Linked DNA regions of Sus scrofa: region 2 is linked to region 1. Evidence: chromatin contacts called from public HiChIP or PLAC-seq data. All regions are on one chromosome and are shown on one strand. The core of a region is the stretch at or near the end of the contact, and the rest is flanking DNA. Distances in the headings are between cores, read along the strand shown. Region 1 has its middle 410 kb from the start of CD180. Region 2 has its middle 280 kb from the start of PIK3R1.

The links. HiChIP or PLAC-seq counts read pairs in DNA pulled down with a chosen protein or histone mark.
Region 2: an H3K27ac HiChIP or PLAC-seq map of skeletal muscle shows a contact between it and region 1. The contact joins two enhancer-like sites. A contact is called at or near these places in 2 of 47 Hi-C or Micro-C datasets (liver and skeletal muscle) and 1 of 2 datasets of contacts at active chromatin or transcription factors (skeletal muscle).

What each region holds. Positions count from the first base shown.
Region 1 is chr16:45,998,153-46,005,440 of Sscrofa11.1, reverse strand. No RefSeq gene overlaps it. Among named protein-coding and RNA genes, the nearest start is that of CD180, 410 kb to the right of the region's middle. Within about 2 kb of position 4,205, at least 16 of the 83 cell types and tissues checked have an H3K27ac peak or open chromatin away from gene starts, as enhancers often do. A contact at or near this core is called in skeletal muscle, where this site is marked.
Region 2 is chr16:46,147,202-46,154,446 of Sscrofa11.1, reverse strand. No RefSeq gene overlaps it. Among named protein-coding and RNA genes, the nearest start is that of PIK3R1, 280 kb to the left of the region's middle. Within about 2 kb of position 5,271, at least 8 of the 83 cell types and tissues checked have an H3K27ac peak or open chromatin away from gene starts, as enhancers often do. A contact at or near this core is called in skeletal muscle, where this site is marked.

The DNA of each region.
Region 1 (7,288 bases), core at 2,956-5,455:
GATCTATGATATCTAAACACAGCACAGAGATGGGTTCCAACCGCAGTGGCTTCTCCCACGGCCTCCCAACTCTTTCAGCCTTTGTCCTTCCAAACTGGGGGATATTTAGAAGAATTTTCCAGAACGAACTCTTCTAAGTAAGTCACAATTCATACTCCCCCATGATTCCCTCAGTCGTGTGGCAGCTCACTGAAACATTCTCTGCTATGATTCAAAGGTCATTTTTTTCTGTTAGAAATGTCAGAAATTTTGGTCCCAGTACACTATTACAAAGATTAAGTGCTGGTATAATTTTATTCTATATTTTTCCCTCTCTGTAATCTTTTAGTTGGTTTTGATGATTAGAAGGGAAGGACTGTTAAAACTGTTTTCACTTCTGTCTTCTACTAAATCCTTTTTTTTTTTTTTTTGGCATTAGACATTGTATATCTTTTCTTTTTTTCCTTTAATGAATCCTGTATGGACCTAAGCTTTATGGGGTATAATACCTTGGGGCAATTCATCACTTTCTTTATCTGTTTAATAAATGTGGCTTTTCATAAATTAGGTTTAATGCATATGGAGCATAACTGTGGTTATGGCAACATACTTCCCAATTTGCTCACTTTTTTCTTTCCTCTTTTGATTTTTAATGAGGCAATTACACTCGTTTTCACATATGTAGAATTCTTCTGCTGGGAATAATATTGCGACTTACTTTGCCAATATGATTTCTCTGCAGCAATATGGCAGGAATTCATTTTTTCTATAGGAATTCAGTTTTAGTCATTTCTCTAAGGTTTCCACTGCATATATTGAATACACTGCAACCTCTCTATATAAATAAGAAAGCTTTTATAATCCAATGGCAAAAGATAATAAGAGATGCTTTTACACTGCTTCCGTACAATCACCTTGCTTTAAAACCTCCTCTGCATGGTAGAGTGCTGTGGGGCTGGGGGAAATGCACAAGTAAAGGTAAGTTATTAAAAATAGCATTCTTGTGATCTATAAATCTCTAGTTTCTACCCCTTTCACTTTCTTTTAAGATCAAATATGAATTGAGGGCATCATAAAAAAAAGAAAAGAACATAGAAGCTGTGGGAATGCTCTGCAGTGTGTCCTTCTGGAAGGGCATCATCTATTTTAATTATTAAATCTCTTACAAGAGTTTTTGATCATGGTCTGGCGAAAAAGTCTATGGAGTAGTAACACTGGATGAGGAGTACGGTGATATGGGTCTAGTCTTGCCCTTGAACTTAATTAGTTGTGTGACCTTGGGTGAGTCATTTTATCTCCCCAGTAGCTTCTCAATCTGTAAAATAAGGGGGTAATATTACAGGTCCCTAAGCTGCTTTCCTGTTCTCAGACTCCATGAAACAAAGAGCTTCAGGTGTGCAATTACGAACAAGGGGTCTGTTGAAGCTCCTGGCATGAACAAAAGCAGTCAAACAAGCAGGAAGAAAGGAATAGATTCAGTAGCCCTTAGGGTATGCCAAGATATTGTCCAACTAAATGTTGTGGGAAAACACTACGTGAATCACTAGAAACTCATTTAGTCAAATACTAGAACAGGATAGACAATTTAAAGCCAACTGTGCCACCAACACTGCTGCCCCGAGACACAGGGCAGATATTACTCATCAGGTCTGAGCATCCGCACTGAGCCGGCTCCTCCCACTCCCTCTCAGCAGAGATTCCAGAAACTACCCCCAGTCAACGGGGCTCAGCGTGTACGTCTTCATGGCTCCATGTCCTAAACCCTAAAGAGTTACTCAACGTCCACAGTAAGTTACCTTTTCAGAAACCAAAGGGAACTTGCAACGCCCTGCACTGCTTGCCAATTATTTGCTGAGAAATGCCCTACCATCCTCCTTGAAGACACTTCACCACTGAAAACACTTTGAGAAAACTTCAGGAAGTAATTTCTAGGAAATATTCTTGGCTTATGGAGTTGAGTATATCTCTAATTTTAATTATAATTGATGTATTATAAGAACATGATATTAATTCTTCCTCATGTGAATAAAGCTTGAAAAACAAAAGTGGACCAAGAGCTTGAGAATCTTGCCCTCTGTTAGAAGGGTTTCTGGAAACTTTCCTGACCTGGAACATCTCACTGCAATGAGAACAAGCAGACTGACCTCATTTCAGGACTCACTAGCATACTTCCAGCAAAGGTACACTACTAGATCCTCAGAGAAAAAATGCATTTTTCAAAATATAATAGCTATCAAAGGAATGCTTTCTCTCTTCAAGGATAAATTCTGATTATTTTGCCATGGCTCCCCAGAAACACAACAATCCATCCAATAGATCCTGGTCAAATTACTCCTTTATTACTTATAATAAAAGAGAGTTTCTACATGAGTCGTCTGTAAATAACAAAATTCTGAGACTATGTAAAGGTGAGAAAGACATCTGTCTTTTAGATTTTATTATTACTATTTTGACAGAATGCATTTTTAATTGCCATTTTTCCATTTACATAACAAACAAAGATTCAATGTCAAAAACTATAAAAGAGAGAGAGAGGGAAGAAGGGGAGGAAAGAGAGAAAAAAATGTAAAGAGAAAGTTAAAATTGCCTGTTATCCCACAATCTTTGAAAAATCCCATTAATAGTACTTACATGCAGATATTTTTAATCCAAATTGATAATCAGAACATATAATTCTGTTTTATACCTGCTAAAAAGGCCCATTCTTTTAGCATTTCCCTGCCTGTAAGCATATTTCATCTCTGGGCTCAGATTTTTTGAGGTTGAGAAGCTTCCTTCTCACCTAATTGAATCCTTCAAGCTCTAAAACCATAAAACTGAGACATGGCTTTTAAGACTCAGGTTTGTGTTCTTTGAATTTTCCACTGGAAATAAAGATATATTTTTATTTGGATCGGGACTTGAGAACTTGAATCAGAACCAAGGAAACATCCAGGGTCGTCTGTCTCCAGTTTACTTTTTTAAGCATTGCCATTTGATTCTTTTCTCTCCTCAACCTATCACTCTGTATAAGATGAGCACTGTTTCAGCATTTCTCTGAAGCAGAATGATGCCATTGCCTGGAGCCAAGTGAGAGTGCCCTGATGTTTAAGTCAGTGTTGTTATAACAATGAGCATGCAAGCGGAGGAGAATGATGGAAGAGACTACCCTTTACCATGTCTTCTAGTGTTTTTTAACCTATTGGCCCACCTGCGGGAAGGATGGGACTTGAGGAATTATGTTTGTTTACACTAACAACTGTTCTAACGCTTCAGCAGAGGAACGTTTGGAAAGGTTCTCCTTCCCTTTGGAATGTTGGCCAGTCCTGCATCCTTCCCTCCACATGGTACAAAATGTGAACTGCCCACTAACTAGGCTTTTTAGGATCCCTGTATTTCCAGAGCAGTGGCAATGGTCTTCTGTTCTCCTTGACCAGAAGCCATGTGACCGATATTCAAAGGGAATTTCCTCTTTTAGGAAAACACATCTATCTGTGGGACAGTTAAAGAAGGAGGAGCTGGGTGAGTAAGCTTCCACTGATACAAGTTCCGATGCAGCTAGGATGCATGTCCCACGTGAATGGGCAGGGTTAGTGTTCTCCTCATGCTAAAAACCCAATGACAAAGACAACCAGAGGACAGTTCTGGCAATGTTTCCATGAGAGCATGTGAAGCCCTGTAACACCAGACTGGAGGAAAAGAACTGTCAAACCCTGGAGAAAACCACAGGGATTCCTAAAGCTTTTAGCAGGACCCAAAAAAAATTTTTTAAAGGATTAAATCCACCAACCTGTTAAATGAGCTATTCCTCTTATGGGCTGCAATTCATAATTGTTATCCTATTTCTTGGGAATCAGAAACAGATCCTGGTAGCAACCCAGTTAAAACTGAGGAGAAGTAAAATTAAAATGTTGTATCTGGTTTATCTTTTTTTAAGTGAGCAATGAAACAACTGCAAGGCATATACTGCATACTTCACGTCTTGGATCAACAAGGGAGCCACGCCAAATGTCAGATTAAATATTCCACAGCTGAAGTGTTTGCATAACTTTTTGGTGGCTACCATTTAAAGAAAGAAAAACAGTGATGGGCCTTTAAAAAAATATTCCCTTAACTTGACATGCTCACAGTGTACTGCCAGCAATTGCTCTCGACTTGGAAGGCGAAGCCATGCATATCTTGTCCCTGGAGCGACAGTGCCAGCTGGCAAGCGTGTCCCTGTGTTTCCATTCGCCCCAGGAGTGTGAAGCCCCACTGTGCGCCCTGAAGGCCACAGCTGCACGGCTGTATTGTTTAACCATCACTGCTTTGGCTAAGAAGCAAGTCATTTCAATAAGGAATTTCCTGGTTCCTGAAGTGTCTGTCATGTTTCAACAATGAGTTTGCAATGGCTGCGTGTGTTTTCAGTTTGGGTTGGCTCTGTGGGTCTGCCCAGGAAACTGGAGACAGGTCTTTTATTGAAACTAAATAATAAGTCTGAACAAATCAGCTTTATTGTCGTTGGCTCTGGCATGGTCTGGATTAATTTTAGCTTTATATTTCTAAAGGGTTGCTCAAGAGGTGACACTCTTCCATCTCAGGTTATTCAAGGGAAGAGAAGGAACTAACATATTTTACATGCCTACTCAGTGTCAGGTGCTATTCATGCATGATCTTAGGGACTTTTCCTAACCATCTAAGGAACTAGTTCTTTCTCTATTCATTTTACCAATGAGGAAACAGAGGAACTAAGAGGATCATTCACTTGCCAAAGATCATCCAATTAAAATCATAGGTTCTGAAGTCCAATTGCTGTGTTTCATCCCAGATCTGCCACTTACTTTCTTTGACCTTGGGCAAGTCAATTCACTTCTCTGTTCCAACATTCTTCTTTGGAAAATGAGAATAAGAATGGGGATCTTCCACTGAGGATTAAAGAGAATAATGTGTGTAAAGTGATCTCTACATGAGATGGTCAATACATTCAGCCTATATTACCTTACAGGGTAGAGACTGCAACCCAGTGAGGCTCCTTTCCAAGCTGGTGGTATTGCCACCTTCTCACCAGTCTCAGTCAATGCCACTCTTATGCATGGGGAAGGTTTAAGTTAGCACTGATATTCAGGATTCAAAGCTGAAGATGAATCAACATCCTTGTTTTAAAATTATTTTCTCTATTGAGGCAAATAGGACTTGTAGCTCTGGCTCAGGCTCCTAAAAAAAAAGATCTTTCTGAAAAAGGGATCAGAAAGACAGGAGAAATGATGGGAGGAGCACAGGCTGGAGGGATCTTTTGTCTCATTGTCCAGGTAAGTGGCTTGGATTGAGAACTAAAAACTGAAAAGTTCCCATGTTTCCTCCTGACAGCTGATGTCTAGTCTATTCACTGCATTAAAAAGCAGAGCTAAGCTGGTGATGCTATAGCCCAAATTAATCATCACAGAGCCTTCAGCCTGGTGCTCAAACCCCGCCTGGTTGCTTCCTGTGTGCCAGGCTCTTTGCTGGGCCCTGGAATGTAAAGATGGGTAAGACAAGTCCTACCCATCTTTGCAGAGCCCAGACAAGTGATCAAATGATCCTAAACAACACAGGGACCTTTTTTCCAATGAAGCTGTTTAAATTCTGGATCCTCTGAAATCCATTAGAAAGGAAACTTGTGTAGTGCATTAGCTGTCTCATAACTAGGAATTTTTGAAGCTTTGTGAAGAGGCTTAGGTAACTTTATTTAATAATCCTCAATAATAAAGCAAAATCCACAAATAGGAGGGAGGCCCATACTGCAACCAACTCAGTTAATCACTTGGAAGTTTTTCCAGTCTCGCTAGGATTTCTCGGGCATCAGTTGCCGCAGTAACCACCTCCAGGCACTTGGAATCAAGAGACCCTAATATGAGTTTCAGCCTCGCCACTTACAAGCTGTTTGATTTTAGCTAAAATCATTCAACCTGTCTGAGCTATTATTTTTTATCTGTAAAATGGGGAAGATAAATAATATTCAGGCTATAGGTTTATGATCAAAGAGTAAACAGATTAATGTCTTTGAAAGCCCCTTTTATGAACTAAAGAGTTGTAAATACTTATTCTTGTTACTTCCATTCATACTCTCTCTTCCATTCACTTGGGTATATTGTGCATAGTGTGACATTTAGATTATAAGTTTATATAGCTTTTATCAACATTTTATACAGCTTTTAACTTTATAGTTTGACATTTGTGAATATTTCAATAGAGTGTGGAAAATGATAGCATCAGTGAACAATATTTCAGTACCACCTTCAACAGATAAAAAAGAGTACCACCTTCAACAGATAATAATTTTAAACAATTATTTGTGAATTATTTACTTTATGTTAGATATTGTGCTAAATGCTCTGTGTATGTATATGTGTGTAAAATCCCAAACATCCCATTCTCACAACAAATTTATTAGGATATTATTATTTCCACATTACAAATAAAGAAACTGTGGTTCCAAAAGCCTAAGCAACATCTTCAAGGTCAGAAATCTAGTAACCAGTTGAACTGGGATGTGAACTGCTATCTGCCTAACTCCAAAGTACAGGTTCTTAACTACAGTCTATCCTGTGCCTGAAGATGATAAAAATAATCTGAAATGGAAAGGAATGGCTAATAAAAATGTCCTTTTATTTTGTTTGTAGAAAATGGAAATGTGATCATTTATGATTTTCTTTGAGGAGTGGATAATAATTATAAATATGTACCTATGGATAAAAACTGATGAGATATGATCTAAGTAAAAGAAGAGGAGTGGAAAGTATAAAATACCGTGTAAGTATGTGGTGCTTTTTTTACGAGCCTCTTCTTTAGCAGAACCTCTAAATACCCAGAGCCTGTTCGAGGAAACTTTTTTATGACTAAAATTCCTGCTTCAGGACTTTTGCACTTGCTGTTCTCACTGCCTGGGACATTTTCCTCCAAGGAACCTGTTCAGCTTATATGCTCACTTCATGGAAGGGTCTGTTCAAATATTCCTTATCAGATAGACCCTCCATTCAGATGACCTGACGGTCTTTTCTCATCACGTTGTAAAAAGGAGCCACGTCTCCCTCATCATTCTTTATCCATTGCCTTACTTTATCTTTGTTCAAAGCACTTCCTGCCACTGGATATATTATTTAAAGTGTATGTATTTGTTTACTGACCGCTTCTATGACTCAGAAGGAATTTCTTTTGTTTACTGCTGCCCCAAATCTAGAATGGTGCTTGGTACACAGTAGATGCTGAATACATATTTGTAAAATGAATTAATGAGTGAAAAATGAATGAATGTGGCCCTTTCTCTTTCGTATCACAGTTGGTTATATATCAGTCTTATATGCCTCTAGTAAAC
Region 2 (7,245 bases), core at 4,022-6,521, 150 kb before region 1:
CTACAACATTCATTTTATTTTTGAGGAATTGGTGTTTTTCTTTCCTTTATTCCAAGTAAAGTAAATTTAGTCCAATGACCCCTAGATTTTACCGTTAATGAAAAGATAGTGCTAATCCATGAGTAACCATAAAAGGTAAAGCCAAACTTTTCAAGCCTGAGGGCAATTTCCTCTCACAACAGTCACCTTTAAATATCATTACTTTATTTACTTTTTGCAGCAACACCTTTGAACATACTGTTCTACCCCTTACCATACCGAAAAAAAATCAACCAATTCTCCTCCAACTCTTCCCATTTCTAAGCATTCCTTCAGCCTCCCATCATTAGAAACCACTAGTCTGCACAATGTCCCAGTGAGGTCAGCACGATGGCATCATCCTTGTCATTTTAGGAGTGGGCAGACCCAGCACAGAGACTAAGAGGCTTTGCCCAAGGCCATGGGACAAGTCAGTACCAAAGCTGGAATCAGATGGGAGGAACCCTGGCCCTCAGCCCTGGATTCAGACGCAAGGTCACATTAACCTAAGAATCTTTTTCCTTAGTCTCAGGCTCTAAGGAAGATAAGAGGGTGGGGAAACAATACAGCTATTAAAGAAAGGGTCTCTTTCCTTATTGCGAAACCCAACATGGTTAAGAAAATTTTCTCGAGTTAAGCTACAAAGGAGGGAGAAGCTTGTACTCCATTTTTGGTTTTTTGTTTTGTTTTCTGATTTTTAGTTTTTGGGTTTTGTTTTGTTTCATTTTGTCCCTCTGCTCTGAGTAGTGGAAAGGCCATCTCTGAGGTCACCATGGAATCCACACCTCATGGTTTGGATCCTTTAAAAGCCTGTCCCTAAGTGTAAACTTTCCAGTGTGTGCCTGGGAATGTTTGAACTCGGAGTCTTCAAAAGGGGGATTGTTGGGATCGGCACCTTTACCCTCCACAAGGGAAGTGATCCTGGGCCACTCCCTGAGCAATGTTCCACCTAGCAGCTGTTTGCACCCTCTTTCTCAGATATGGGGAAGGGGCGAGCGGCAACTCTCTGTAGTTGCTCTGGGAACAGGGGCCCCAGCAGTCTGGTAAGGAAGGAGGAGAGTGTTCTCAAAAACTATTTCTTGGCAGCAAGCAAAATTTCCATAAACTTCTTAAATATAATAAAATGCAATTAAAGTGCCACATTGAGTTAGTTCCCTTTGAAGTTTCACACTTGCATCATAAACCACGTCGTAAACCAGGACTCAAATTGGAGATTTTATTCCTTTTTACAGGTTAATTCTCATTAATTATCTACTTGACCCCTCCTAGTATAGAGAAGTACGTACCTGGTGCACCATAATCTGCCCTGATGAAAGGTAGTAAAAGATGAACTCACCACCGAAGATGGAACTCTCACATACAGAATGTCACTTCATAGCCAGAGAAAATTAGAACCTGAGCTTAGATGTTAAATTCCCATAGCTCACATAACCTTAGAAATATGAATATATCCTGCAATTTTTTTGGACTTTATTATCAAGCCTTTCAATGTTTATGCAAAATTATCACTTCTCTGATGAAGAAAGTGGCCCCTTAAAAGCATGTTTTTGCTAACCTAAAGTGTACAGATCTCAAAACCATAGGTCCAGCCATGAGACCTGCCATGGCACAGGGGTTTTTTTGTTTGCAAGATGGATTAATTACATTCTTTGAAGCTAATTCTAGGAAATGTCTTCATAAGAGGGAAAAAAAAATATTATACTACAAGACTAATTCACTGAGCCCAAGGGCAAGCACACAGCCAAGCTTTAAAAGGGAGACCATGGGAATCCCAGAGGCAACTTTCTCCAAGTTTTATCTCATTTACCTTTCTCCCAATCTATCCGTTTTATACCTGTAGATCAGCTTTCTCTTCTTCCCAATGTGGTAGAAAATTCTCTTCTTCCCTACAAGACTCAATAGCCAACAGTTTACTATATTATACCTCCTCTGTTTAGAGGACCAGCATGACAAAGGTTGGAATTCCACTTCTCCAGAGAGAGTTTTCAATTGGCTCAGGTTGAATCAGGTGCCCACTATTGACTAATGGACAGTGTCTGAAGGTGGATGTAGTGGATGGGGTGAGGTCATGGTCCAGCTGCGCCGCTTGTAAAAATGTGAGTGGGGTGTTGAAGAAGTAGCAGCTCCCAGAAAACAGGGCAGAGTGAGTTAGGTTGGTTAGACAAAACCTGGGCATGCTCTACAAAGAAAGAAGATAGATAAGAGGATTTATGAGGGACAGATAAATTAGACTAAACATGATGGCCATCTATGAAGAAACTACATAAAGAAAATTCTGGAAAGGGGCTTGATAAGACTCAGAGGCAGGTGCATCAAGGCAAACAGGTTTATAATATCATTGAGTTGGAGAGTTTATGTTCTTGCCATACTCATGCTGATGTGATGAACCAACAACACAAAGAAAGATAAGCAATACTGTGGCAGGGTGTTAGAGACAGATTTGATGCTTTTGCAGGTTTTAGAGGTGAAACCTGGTTACTTCACCTTATTTAAGGAAGGGGGAGAAGTGGTAATGCAAAACAAAAGGATGAAGACTATCCTTTCACCCCTACTTTCAATGGTTACATAGTCATTTCTCAAAAGGTCACCAGAGCTCAGGCAAAGAAAAACAACTGTGAAGGCAGATGTGTTTACTGAGAAATCGAGTCTGCTTTGTCACTCATCATGTATGCAATCTGGCTGCATCAAGCATTTCACGGGACTATGTGGCTATGTAAATGGTTTCCCCACAAAGAACGCCAACTTACCCTGGGTCAAAATCCTATAAAGCCAATGTTCTCATAAAGAGTCATAAATATTAGCGATGGAAGAAATTGATGAGGTCACCCCTCCCACCACCAACCAAGAAATAATTCTCCCCCAAATGTTCCCTGGTGAATCTTGTCTAGTCATCCTTTGAATTGCAATAAAAAGAACATTTTAAGGCTTTCTCAGATTGTGTACAGGGGGTACACAAAGTTGCCCATTTTTGTAGTCTTAAAGCCAACCGCTTCCTTGGTTAAATTAAATTTCATTTTTCATTTTTTCACCATAATTGAATTTGGTATTGGCTATGAGCATAATGCACAACTGGAAAATGAGAGTGAGGGGTAAGGGAATTGCTGCAGTTGTACACACACAACAGCAAAAGAAAGAAAACGGTGGGTGTAGATTATGCAAATATCCCTCTGAAAACCTTGAGAGACCTTGGAAAGCTTGGCAGTGCATGGAGGTAGTGCTAGGAACCTCCACATACATTTTCGTGTGTGGCAGGCTTTCACCCCAGGAGCTCTCACCCTGCCTTATTGAAGAGCAGCCTGACAGGGATCATGTTATGTCAAGAAAAAATATTCTCAGCTCTTTCCTCCATATACTAAATAGAGAGGACCAGGCTTCCCTTTAAATCCCAGCATTCAAATCTCCCTTTTATTTGCTGAACAAGGTCTGAGACTGGAACAAAGAGGCTACAGGGAACACAGTGAGGGAAACCTATTCTGCTTTTTTAATACATTCTTGATCCCTTTCTTAGCTGCTTCTGACAAGAATGGAACATGACTCTTATTCTACCAGCTGGTCAGTACTCCAGGATCAAAAAATCATTCTTGACTTTCCCCTGAGTGATAAACTGGCCTCCTCTTGTCCATCTCAGCCAACATTTTATTCCCTAGATAATATTCTGGCACCCTTTCCCCCATGCCCTCATTCTCTTGAACTGAGAAAAACCCTGATATATATTTTTAAAACAAGCCACAAAGCATTCAGGAACAAGAAATAGTTGAGCAGAAGGAGCAAAGATGAGAGCAGGAAAAACCAAACCAAAACACAGCATAGAAATCTAAGCCACTTCTTTCCCATAAGATGAATGACCCACCCCCATAGCCAAACAAATTGTACGTGACATCCCAGTGTGCACTGGCTGCCTCTCTGCAGTCACTTCAGACAGGAAAGGTCCCTGTCTGCTTTGGGTAGTTCACCTGGAAGAAAGCAAAGCAGGGGACGCTCTGCCCAAAGGCTTTTCTGAGGATCACACTGTGCACAGAAGCTCTTGATTCTTGGCTCCAGCCTGGGAGAGAGTTATTTGTTGGATGTGAGTGCTAAAGAGTCATGAGGAAGTCAGATGCTTAGAAATGTCTAGAGATCCCCAAATGTCCATTTTACCTTTCCAGAAGAAGTGGCAATAATATTTCTGAAGTTGGAGCCAGTGATTTTTACAGCCTACAGAATAGGGCCAAAAGGCTTTCTCTGCTGGGATGGGTGCCTGAGACAAAGGCAGCAGAACCGTTTTTTATTGTTGTGGTAAAGTATATTATGTATATACCACAGGCACATAAAGCCCACACTCACACAAAAAGTCTAAAAGAAGAGAACAGTTGGAGGGAAAATGACAGTCTACCTACTTCTCCCACTCAAGCCTCTGAGCTAACAGGAAATTATGGAAGAAAGCCCTTTTCCCATTTGCAAGGACGGGTGCCCAAGGGCAGGAGCAGACAAGGGGAGGCTCTCTTGGCAGCAGAGCACACACTTGGTCAAAAGAGTCTAAAACTAAAGAACACTCAGGAGTCTGGGTCCTACAGTGGCCTATAGGAATCATCACAATCAACCCAATTTGAATATTTGAGGCTTGCAGGCCTGTATTGGAGCCCAGCTCCACCTAGGATGCCTACGGTTCACCCCTCTGGTCTAGTTCGGGGAAGAGGCAAGACTTTGGAAGAGAATATGGGACATGAGAAGGGGTAGAGGAAAAGAAGCTCTTCTTTCTGATTGTGGAACACATGTTCCCTGAGGCTCAGGGAACATGGAGTTTGTTCCCATCTATATATATGAATGACAGTGACCTTGGCTCCACCTTAGGAGAAGAGCAAATGGCTTTGAGACTACAAGGGAAGGCAAGGGATACCAAGTCACTGACCACACATGAGGCAGTGGGTGAAACCAGCTGCATCTTAGACTCGGTAAATGTCTTGGAGAACTTTCCAATCTATTTGGTTCAGCAAACCCCAAAACACATGTCACCAAGGAACTTATTTATTTGCCTTTATTTTAAACCCCTGTGTATTTTTAGGACAATGGAATCCATATGTTCCTGTTTCATTTCACTTAACTCATTAAAGTGATATTCAGTGAGTGCTATTTGATGTCCACAGAGTCTTCTGTTACCATTTTATGAGCATTTTGAAGCATTTGCATTCAGAATCCAGGAGCCAGCTAAACCAGATCTGAACAGGACCCAGTTTGGCTGAAATTTAAAACTCTTGAGGCTCTGTTGGATCTCATTCTTGGCAAAAATCTCTTCTCTTGTCCTGAATCTACAGCCAAGAAGGCTGCTGTAGCAAGCCCAGCCCCAGAAGAAGGGTTAAGGGAAGTGTGTCAGGACACTTAATTGAAACAACAAACCCGAGCAATGTCTCAAACAAATGAAAAGCCTGAAGGAAAATTTTTATTTTAAAGCTAATCCCTACTAGCTCTCATAAAAAGCCAGCTAAAAGAGCCACCATCATATTGAATCAAGAGAGGGAGAGTTTGACAACAAAGAGTGATTTGACAGATGAGAAACAAGTTTCTTTGCTTGTGTAGATTTCATCAAACTCTTTATATTTGCACTGAAGTAATCAAAGAAAAATATGAAGTGTTTGATAGGATCTATATAAGCAACGAAAAACAGAGAAGAATGGCATTGACAAGCTAAAGCTATAAATAATTTTTTTAAGAAGCAATATGTGGTTCTTATTTTTTTTTTTTCTTTTTTGGCTGTACCCAAGGTATGCAGAAGTTCCCAGGGCCAAGGATGGAACCCATACCACAGCCATGATCTGAGCTACAGCAGTGACAACATCAGATCCTTAACCTGCTGTTCCGCCAGGGAAGTCCTAAATATGCAGGATGGATTGAACTGTATAAAGGCAAACAGGGACTCATCTGTGATTCAGTGCATGCTGGGAGTGGGTCTCTCAGAAAAGTACTGTAAGGGAACAAAACAGTGATGAGCAAATTAAGCATCGTCTCTACTCACATGGAGCTCAGAGTTTAGTGGGGGAGACAGACATGAAATCAACCATCATCAGAATAAACATTGCATTATAAATCATGATTGATAAATGGAATAAAGGGGAGAGGGTGATTAAGAGGGAAAATGATTTACTGTGTGTGGTGGGCTCTGCCCAGGCCTCTCTGAAGAAGGGACTTTTTAAAAGGTTACATAACAAGAAAAAACAAACAACCCAATTGAAAAATGGGCAGAAGACCTAAATAGACACTTCTCCAAAGAAGCCAGCAGGCACATAAAAAAATGTTCAACATCACTAATTATTAGAGAAATGCAAATCAAAACTACTGAGGTACCACCTCACATGGGTCAGAATGGCCATCATTAATAAGTCTACAGTAATAAATGCTAGAGAAGGTGTGGAGAAAAAGGTACCTTCCTACACTGTTGGTGTGAATGTAAGCTGGTGCAGCCACTATGGAAAACAATATGGAGGTTCCTTAGGAAATTAAAAACAGAGCTACCATATGATTCATCAATCCCACTCCTGGCTATAGATCTGGACAAAACTGTAATTCAAAAAGATGCATGTGCCCCTATGTTCATAGCAGCACTATTCACAATAACCAACACATAGAAACAACCTAAATATCCATCAATAGACGAATGGATTAAAAAGATGTAGTACATATACACAATGCAATGCTCTCAGTCATAAAAAATGCAAAATAATGGCATGTGCAACAACATGGATGGAACTAAAGATTCTCATACTAAGTGAAGTAAGTCAGAAAGAGAAAGACAAACAAAACATGATATTACTTATATGTTGAGTCTAAAATATGGCATAAATGAAGTTATCTATACAACAGAAACAGATTCACAGAGAACAAACTTGTGGTTGCCGAGGGGGAGGGAATGGGATGGACTAGGAGTTTTGTTTTAGCAGATGGAAACTATTACATTTAGAATGGATAAGCAATGAGGTCTTACTGTATAGCACATGGAACTATATCTATCCACTCTTCGGGGATAGACCAAGAAGAGAAATAATACATTTAAAAAAGAAAGAATATATATATGTATGACTGAGTCACTTTGTTGTATAGCAGAAATTAGCACAACATCATAAATCAATGATAATTTTTTTAAAAAAAGGATACATAGAGGATGAATAAGAATGAGGTCAAAATGGGCCCATTACCAGGCAAAGAAAACAGTAGGCACAAAGGCCCTGAGCAGGAAGTTGGTCAAGAAGGCAACTG